2 separate regions of the Sus scrofa genome follow, and region 2 is linked to region 1. The links are chromatin contacts, called in public Hi-C maps. All regions are on one chromosome and are shown on one strand. Each heading gives the region's core, a stretch centred on a gene start, on an enhancer-like site or on the middle of the called end of the contact. The rest is flanking DNA. Distances are from core to core; before and after follow the strand shown. Region 1 overlaps CACNA1H (voltage-dependent T-type calcium channel subunit alpha-1H). Region 2 holds the start of LOC110259951 (tektin-4).

Region 1 (4,506 bases), core at 1,327-3,826:
GGAGAAGGCCCGACTGGCCGCTCTCCGGAGTAGCCTGCCTGTGGCCAGCAGCTCGCTCAGACCAAGCCCCCAAGAGCCTGGTGTAAGCGTCGCTGGGCCCAGGTGGTGGGGGACGGAGGGGTGCTGACAGCAGGAAAAAGGGAACCCGGGCTGGGCGGCCCAGAGCTCCAGCTCCGCACACCCAGGTCAGCATCCGTGCCCTCCTCAGCCCGGCCATGGCCACTGCCTAGACCGGGCCAGGCTGCTCACGCTGGACGACGGCAGCAGCTTTCGGGCTCCCTGTGTCTGTCCTGCACCAAGCAGCCCCCACTCCGTCCTCCCCCCACAGCCCATGACTCAGAGGATAGAGGTGAGCCCAGGTGACTCCCACTCCTGGCAGACAGGCAGGGCCGAGCCAGACCCCCCATGGGAGGCGCTCAGGGGCTCACGTGTGGGGGTGGGGGGCTGGGACGGCTGGCCTCCAGCCCCCACCCCAGTGTTCCTCCTCGGGTTCTGTGCCGTGCGGATAAGTGGCTTGGACAGGCAGGGAGATGCGAGGACCAGTGAAGGCTGAATGCCAGGCTGGTCCAGGGACACACGCGCTGGGGCTGCCTTCAAACACATAACCCGCGGGGGCCCCTGGTGGGCACACCCCTCCCCGCCCTGGGGCGGCCCCTCCCCTGCGCCCCAGGCCTGCACGCCCCTGCCGGTGTGTCCCCCGCCCCCCTGAACTGCCTCAGTGGGGGAAACCCAGCCCCTCCTGGGGAAGAACCACCTGTGAGCCACTGAGGAGGGGCGCTGACCCCTCCCCACCCGCTGAGGCTGAACCACAGCCCGGCCGATACCCCACATGGGTGGTGCCGGGCAGCAAGCTCAGAGAGCCCCGGAACCGGCCTCTCCTGGCGCAGTACAGCCTCCGGAACTGACCCCTCCGTCCACATGTCCACCCAGAACCGGGCTGTTCCCAGACCCACGGAGGCCAAGGCCCAGCTACCAAAGGTCCAGAGACCACCTCACACCAGGCAGCAGTGTCTGCGTCAAGAGACCAGCTCCTCAAACCTTTCAACCAACAGGTGCATGAGGCCATGGAGGCACGCGGTGGGCTGTGACCCAATTCCTGCTGCCAGCCTCCAGGGGTGGCCGGAGGGTCCTGGCAGACAGACCCCCAGCCTTGGGGCCGCCCTGCTGTTCCCATGAGGCCGGAACAGCAGGGCAGCCCCAAGGCAGGGTCACCTCCCCCCGGGGCTGGAGAAAGCTCTTCCACGCACTCCTGGCTAATTAATTCATTACTGAGGTAGTTCATTAATTAGGGGCCCTCCAGCCTTGATGGGGCCCAGCCAGGGATGGGATGTCTACCTGTAGATTTGGGGGCCTCCAGGCAGCGGGACAGAACAGGTCGCTGGGCCCCCTGGCACACGTGTGCGCACGCTCACTGGTGCTGGGGCATCTGGTGGGGCTCTCCTAGGCCAGGCCCTCGGGGACTGCAGACCGGAGCCGGCGGAGACCAAGCCCGTGTGGCCGAGGCTGGGAGGCTGACACCAGGAGTCCCCCAAGCTGACAGACGTCTCTGCAGCCCCATCAGCAGCCGGGCCAGCTGTCTCCTTCCCCTGGGGGCATCCAGGCCACAGCCTGCCGAGGACAAGAGATCGGCCCCTGCCCCTGAGAGCATGTGACCCTTGACCTGGAGAGGTCCTGACCCTGGGGCCTGGGGGAAGCAAGGTCTCAGGACAAGCCAGCTGCCTGGGGCTCCAGCCCACCGCGCCATCCAGGCCTGCCTGGAGGAGGTGACAAACCACACCCAGCAGGATGCGGAAGCAGATGGAGCCCGCGGGGCTCCCAGAGCAGGGCTCGGGCACAGCTATCCGGCTATCCGGTCCCAGGAAAGAGCCAGAGGGGTCCCTCAAGAGAGCCTCTAAGGGGAGGGGGAAGCTGGCACTCAGGGCCACAGAAGTTTCTCTCTTTCCCCTGAGGCTGTTGCCACAACGACAAGCTGCTGACAGCTGAGGAGGACCCCGGGGCAGCTGAGGGCCAAGGAGGGGGCTCCCCCAGCCCGGGACCCCGTGGATCAGCCTCAAGTCTCCCCCTCCTGCCCCATGGAAAGCCACTGCAGGGTTTTAACTGGGGAAGCGGGTGGGTCCAGAGGACCCCACAGCGTTTGGGGAGAGGGAAGGGTGGGAGGGGACCCAAGCGGCCAGCGGGGAGCAGGGCGTGTGTGTAGCTGGGCGGTGGCTGTAGGGAGGTTCCTCCCTGCCCACAGTGGCTCTGTCCTGAAGGGTCCTGGTCTTCTGCGGGCAGCTCCACGCTGCCCGGCCCTCTGCACCGTCGGGGACAGAGGATTGCCCACTGGCCTGGCCACTGTGGGGCCCAGCAGCACCCACCCCTCTCCTGCTCCGTGGTCACTCGAGTCAGGGGCAGGATATGGGGACCGAGGCGGGCGAGGGCCCCAGCTTCGGGATCTCCCGGCCCCTCCAGGATGGTCCCTCTGCTCTGACCCCGACTCCCTCTGGGCTCCCACCCTGGCCCGACCCCTGCTGCAGGGAGCTAGTCTCCCCCGCCTGCGCACAGGGCCTGGGCCTCATGACTCACTGGCTCTGCTCGCCGGGTGGAGAGCGAGGCGAGCCGGCCAAACATGGAGCTGTTTGTTCTTGGCCACGGCTCGAGGTCACCCGAGGGCCGGGGGTGGGGGCGGGGGACTCCGGGGGCCAGGCTGGTCCTGGGAGAGCACCTCCCCCAGGAGCTGGGGGGCTGCGAGCCCACTCTCCACCCGAGCATGCCACCCGCCCCAGCGACAGGACCTCATCACCCTGCGAGCGGCCAGCCGTGGCCGCCAGAACGTCCTTCTTCTTCCAGGACCAAATCTCTGTTCTCCCCGCACAGCGGCCTGGGAGGCTTCCGCTGCTGTGCTCGGAGGCGCACCGGAAGCCAGCTCTGACCCGTCTGCACACCACGCCCCAGACCCCTGGGCACTTGGGCTGCTGGGGGTCCAGGGCCTGGGTCTCCGGCTGCAGTGGAGCCCAGTGCCTGGAACCGGGTCTCAATTACCACATCGTTCTGGACAGCTGGGGCACAGACGGCCACGCCCCACAGGCAAATGTCTGTGCTAAGCCTATGCCACAGGAGGGAGGGACGCGACGGCGGGCAGCCTCTCGACTCCAGCCAGGCAGGGCCAGGGGGCGGGGACGGCACGTGGCAGCCAGACCCCGGCAAGAGCGAGCCCGTGCCCCTGGCGCGAGTGCGCTGGGCGTGTGTGCATCTGGGTGCTGCCTGTCCCTCGTGTGCACACACACACACATGCTCTTGTACACTCACGTGTGCATCTTCAAGGCCGTGGCCTTCAGACTTGGGGCTGGCGGTCGTATTTCTCAGGGAGGAAGAGCCCCGCTCCCTTGCTCGCGGAGCCGCAGAGCCGGAGCACATGCCCACAGCTCCCTCTCATTGTGCCCGCTGCTAAAAACCGTGCTATTAGGAAAAGTGCTAACGTCTCCGCTTAGCTCTTTAATAAAGAGCTTGAGTCGGGGTTTTCTCAGGGTGCAACTGGGGAAAAGGGCCCTGTCTTCAGCTCCATCACCGTGACTTCGAGCAACCGCCTCGGAAAGCCAGTGCCTCGTGGAGACCCCATCAGCCACTTGGTGGCAGCATGCACAAGTGCCCTGGGGGCCCGCAGCCTCCCCGAGGGGTGTCACTGTCTGAAAGTGAAGCCGACCCCCAGCCCCGTTTCGCTCCCTTCCTCTAGCTCTCTGGCCACAGCTCCTCCTCATGGCTCTGGGCTCTGGCGTGGTTCCTGCTGGGAGCCGCTGAGGCCTCGGGAACTGCCCTCTCAGGCTGGCTGTGTCTGGGACCGAAGCCTGGAGGGACCAGCCCTGCCAGGTACAGCCTCCTTCCAGCCACACCTCCGCCTGTCTTGGTCCCCAAACTCCGCAAGGGAAAGGTGTGGGCGGGGGCCCAGAGCCAGGAGGGGCCCCTGGGGAAGACGACCGCCCGGCCGTGGGGACAGGCTTCTGGGCAGGAATTCTCGGGGCCAGAAATAACTGCCTCAGCGCCACTGCACAGCTGCCTGTGGCCTGAATTAGCGGCCCCGGGGGACTGCTCGCTCCTTCCATGGGAACGCGGCCCGGAGTGCCCTGCCCCCCAGCAGGCAGGCTGCCCCTGGAGAGGGGGCCCGGGGTCTGCAGACGGCTGGCTGCAGGAAGACCTTCCCACAGGAGAGGCGGGTGAGCGGACCTGCGGCACCCCAGCACAGCCTCCCCTGCTCTGCCCTCCAAGCGGGACCCCCATGGCCCGTCCCTCCCGCCTCTGCGCCTTGCCTGGTGACGCCAAGGTCTCAGTCTCTGTGTTAAGACCCAGCTCACATCTGGGACCCCCAGTGACGGTGATGGGAACGCGCTCCACGTGCGGACATACGTTTCTGCACGGTGGGGACCTGACACCCTGACAGCAGGTGCACGGGCCAGCAGCCCCGCGGGGGGCACAGTTCCTGGGCCCCACCCCACGCAGGCGGCTCCCTGCAAATCCGGCTTCCCCACGAGC
Region 2 (4,030 bases), core at 72-2,571, 68 kb after region 1:
CCAAATAGGGACACTGAGGCCCCAGGGGCCTCCCGTCCAGCCTCATGGTAAAATTCAGGGCCAGATCCAACCCGGGAGTCCCGGGAGCCTTCAGCCCACGAGCACCACTCCCCTCTGGACAAAAGGCAGGAGGCCGAGGGGTCTGCCACTGGCCGGGGCCAGGGCCGGTTTGGCCAGAGCGCCCACCCCGAAGACCGTGGCCTGTCTCAGGCGAGTCAGACTTCCACTCTCACGCAAGAGCGCCACCTGCTGGCCCACCCGCCATGCCCCAGGGTCACGCCCTGCCAGGGAGTGCAGTCCTGGTCCCACGTGTTCTGGCTGCTTCCCCGGGTCAGACCCCAGGCAGCTCCGCCCTGCTGTGGCCACAGGGAAAGGACGGTGTGTGAGGGGCAGGTTCTAATAAAAGCTAGGCGGTGGCCCCTCCTGTGCCCCCACCCCGGCAGGCTCTGTGTGTCCCCTGCCACCTGGAAACCGAGCACAGAGAGGCTCAAGGTCGTTCAGGCTGTCAGCCCCAAGGACAGGCTCTGGGTTAGGGAGGTCTCGGGCTGCTGTCCCCAAAACTTACATTTATAAAGCACCTACTGTGTGCCGGCTGGTATGGATGCCGTCAGCCAAGTGAGGGGTGCTGGCTGAGGGTGACGCCTGTGGGAGGAGGGCAGGGGGCCCAGGCCCAGGCCGAGCCCAGGCTGGTGGGTCTGAGGCGGTCCAGGGGCTCCTGCAGCACAAGTAGGGGACAGAGCCATGGTGGGAGAGGCCCAGGGGCAGGGGCCATGGACTCTGCTGGGGGCACTATGTGGATGTCCCGCTGTGAAGACTGGGGGTGTCCCACAGGAGGAGCCAGGGCGGGGGGCGGGGGAGGTCATCTGGGCCAGATGGTAGGCTGGGCTGTGGCAAGAGAACCACTGGCACCCTGGCGCCTATGTGCGGCACAGCATTTTGTGGCCAATGGTGCCCTCTGCTGGTCATGTTGGGCACTGCCCAGGGGCTCAGGCTCCCGGCCCAGGCCCAGGGTACTTGGAGATGTGTCTCACCACCCCAACTCCCAGGCCCTGGGTGGCCTTGGAGACACTGTCTCCAGGACAAGACCTGCCTCCTACATGTGGGGAAGATTTGGGCATCTGATTCCAGGCACATCCACTGGAAGGTGAATCCAACTCCCCATCAGAGACTCCTGCGTGCCCAGGGGGCAAGCCCCACTGGGACAGCTAAGACGCAGGAGACAGGGCTGGCCTCCAAGTATGCCAGGCATGTGACAGATGTGGCCAGGACAGGTAGGGCTGGGGCCTGCCTGGTCCTTTAAGAGGGCCTTGCGGTGGGGGGGGGTTGCTGTCCCCATCACCTAGCAACAGGAGAGCTTGATGTGTACCTGTCTCCAGGAGACCGGGAGCCACGTCCTGCTTGGGGACAGAGTGGCCGGAGCTGCCCTGCTGACTGTGCTAAGCAGCCTTCCTCTCTCTCCCCCTCCTACCTGTGCCTGGGCGGCACCATGGCACAGACGGACATACTCACGACCAAGCAGCCCGCCCCGCAGACAGTGCTGGCGTGCCAGCTACCCCGCAAGCTGTACGATGTGGCCCAAAACACGGGCGCCCACACATCCTCTGGCCTGGCCACTGCTGGCTTCCGCACAGCTAAGTACCTGGCAGACGAGTGGTTCCAGAACTGCTACGCCCGCTACCATCAGGCCTTCGCCGACCGTGACCAGTCAGAGCAGCAGCGCCACGAGAGCCAGCAGCTGGTGGCTGAGACGGAGGCGCTGGCACAGCGCACACAGAAGGACTCCATGAAGAAGGTGGGTGAGCACCTGCAGGACACACACTGCTGGAAGTCAGAGCTACAGCGCCACGTGGAAGAGCTGGTCGCAGAGACCGACCTGCTGCTGGCCCAGAAGCAGCGGCTGGAGCGTGCCCTGGACGCCACAGCCCTGCCCTTCTCCATCGCCACAGACAACCTGCAGTGCCAGGAGCGCCGCCAGCACCCCGACCTCGTGCGCGACTGGGTGGAGATGGAGCTGCTGAAGGTTCGGTCCCTCTGGGTCCCGGGGACGGCCAGCCCAGCCGCCCCACCTCTCGCCAGGGAGTGTGGGAAGGCGTGTGCCCCACAACACAGCTGGCAGAGGCCTTGGTGCCCATGTACCACGTGGCTGCACACAGCACAGGGAGCCTGAGCCCTCAGCACACACGCAGGCAGAGGGCAGAAGCTGGCTCTGCGTGTAGGTCTGGGACAGCCGGGCAGGGGGCAGGGGCAGGGGCAGGGCTCATGCTGTCCAGAAGGGAGGTGCCCTCCCTGGCCCCAGAAACCGGGCCTGTCCTTCTCACAGCCCGGCCTTACAGTGGGTGCTGGGCAAAACCAGGCTCCCTCCAAGGCGGGCCCAGCCAGGCTAGTGGCACTGTGGCCTGGGCTGGGGCTGGACTGGGCCTGGAGTGGGCCTGGGCTGGGGCTAGACCTTGGCCTATGTCCCCTCACCTTGGTCGGGGGTCCAGGGCTCCTGCTGTGCCCCTGCCCCCACTACGGCTCACACTGGGGGCGGAGGCAGGGCCCAGGCCGTGGCAGCATCCACACCTGGATGCATGTTGGAACGTTTGCCCAAGGATGGGACAGTTGGGGGCCACTGGGGCAGGGCAGGGCCTGGCCAGTTCCATGATGCCCCGATGGTCCTTCACACATGCCCCAAACCACAAAGGGCCTGAGCTGAGCCCCAGGAGCGGCTGCCTGGCTTGGGACGTGTGTGGGGAAGGGCAGAGCCTCTCTGCCGGGTCCTGGGAGTGCCTGCACCCACGGGACAGTCCTTCAGTCACCCCTGGGTCCTAGCACCTGCTGACAGGCCCTTTGGTCACCCTGGCTTATGCAAACTAAGACTGAGCCTGAGGACCCTGAGTTCGCAGCAGTGGAGCCCAGCATGCCCCCCCGCCAACCCTACTGGGGTGTTGGAAACCAAGCCTCAGACCAGCGTGCAGGTGTGGACAGTGTAGAGGCCACGTCCATCCCACAAGGAGCCCTTGACCCTCCGAACCTGGCAGGACCTGTCCTTGGGGCAGCCCCCAAAGGGTCGGGGGCTCCCCATGCCAGGCCCCTTAGACTGGCAGGGAAAAGCCTGGCCTGTGAACTGGCTGCCAGCAGCGGGCACTCGTGAGATGAGGGGAGCCAGTCGGCCAGGCCAGGCACTGCGTACCCCCTGCAAACCCCCAGCTCAGGCTGGAGCCCAGCACCTCTCTGGCCCCAGGCTTTTCCTCTGCCCCCCACTCCACTCCACACTCCAGGAGCGACCCCTCTGCCCTCAGGCAGCCCCCCCCATCACCCAGCAGTGCACAGGCGACAATTGGGCCAGGACAGGGAGACAGGTCAGACCTGGTCACATGAGGGCTTCGAACCCAACAGAGGTGAAAATTCAAATTAAGGGGAGAAGGCAGTTCCTACTCAGAGAAAGTAACCGTTAAGGTGGTGGGAAGAAACAGGGGCCCTTGTGTCCTCAGGGTCAGTAATGTACGGCCTCCCTGAGCCCAAAGCCCCAAGGGCCACCCCAGGAGGACTCCTGGTCCCCAGTGGCCGGGTCCTCAGGGGCTGTTACCAGGTTGCCCAGGGGCCAAAAGTCAGGCTGGTGCCCTCAGGGTCCTGGGCAGGCTGAAGGGCAGCCCCCAGAGTCCAGGAGGTGCTGAGCGCCCAGCAAATGGGGACCACCTCAGGATGGCCCCCCACACACTGCTCCCAGAAGCCCCTAGAAGAAAGAGCCACTGTACTGGCTGCAACAAGATGCACAAAAGCCCAGAACAAATCCAGTGAGAAAGGTGGGGTCATCCTTCATTTCCAAAAGTTCGGGGTCAGCAAGGTGACATTCACCTGAGGCCACCATCAGGGGTCAGGTGCTGGCCAATCCTCCAGTTCCACTGGGTGTCGCCCCAAATCTCAGCGCCTCCTGGGCGGCTAGGAGGCTGACCACGGGCCACAGCAGCCCGGCCGGCTCAAATCCTCAACAAGAATCCGCGTCTCCTCCAGGAGGCAGAGCTGATCCGGAACATTCAGGAGCTCCTGA

What was found. Hi-C and Micro-C count contacts between places; a contact is called where the count stands out from the background.
Region 2: a Hi-C map of skeletal muscle shows a contact between it and region 1, with 4 times the contacts expected there. The contact joins the promoter of LOC110259951 here to the enhancer-like site in region 1. A contact is called at or near these places in 2 of 5 promoter capture datasets (fetal liver and liver), 17 of 47 Hi-C or Micro-C datasets (alveolar macrophages, brain, embryonic fibroblasts and 12 more) and 1 of 2 datasets of contacts at active chromatin or transcription factors (skeletal muscle).

The regions. Positions count from the first base shown.
Region 1 is chr3:40,667,390-40,671,895 of Sscrofa11.1, forward strand. All of the region lies in intron 2 of CACNA1H (voltage-dependent T-type calcium channel subunit alpha-1H), which reads right to left. Among named protein-coding and RNA genes, the nearest start is that of CACNA1H, 25 kb to the right of the region's middle. Within about 2 kb of position 2,577, at least 24 of the 83 cell types and tissues checked have an H3K27ac peak or open chromatin away from gene starts, as enhancers often do. A contact at or near this core is called in fetal skeletal muscle, omental adipose tissue, retroperitoneal adipose tissue and 2 more, where this site is marked.
Region 2 is chr3:40,736,744-40,740,773 of Sscrofa11.1, forward strand. LOC110259951 (tektin-4) reads left to right here and starts at 1,322. Exons shown (of 6, transcript XM_021086872.1): 1 at 1,322-2,020; 2 at 3,994-4,030. The coding sequence starts at 1,487.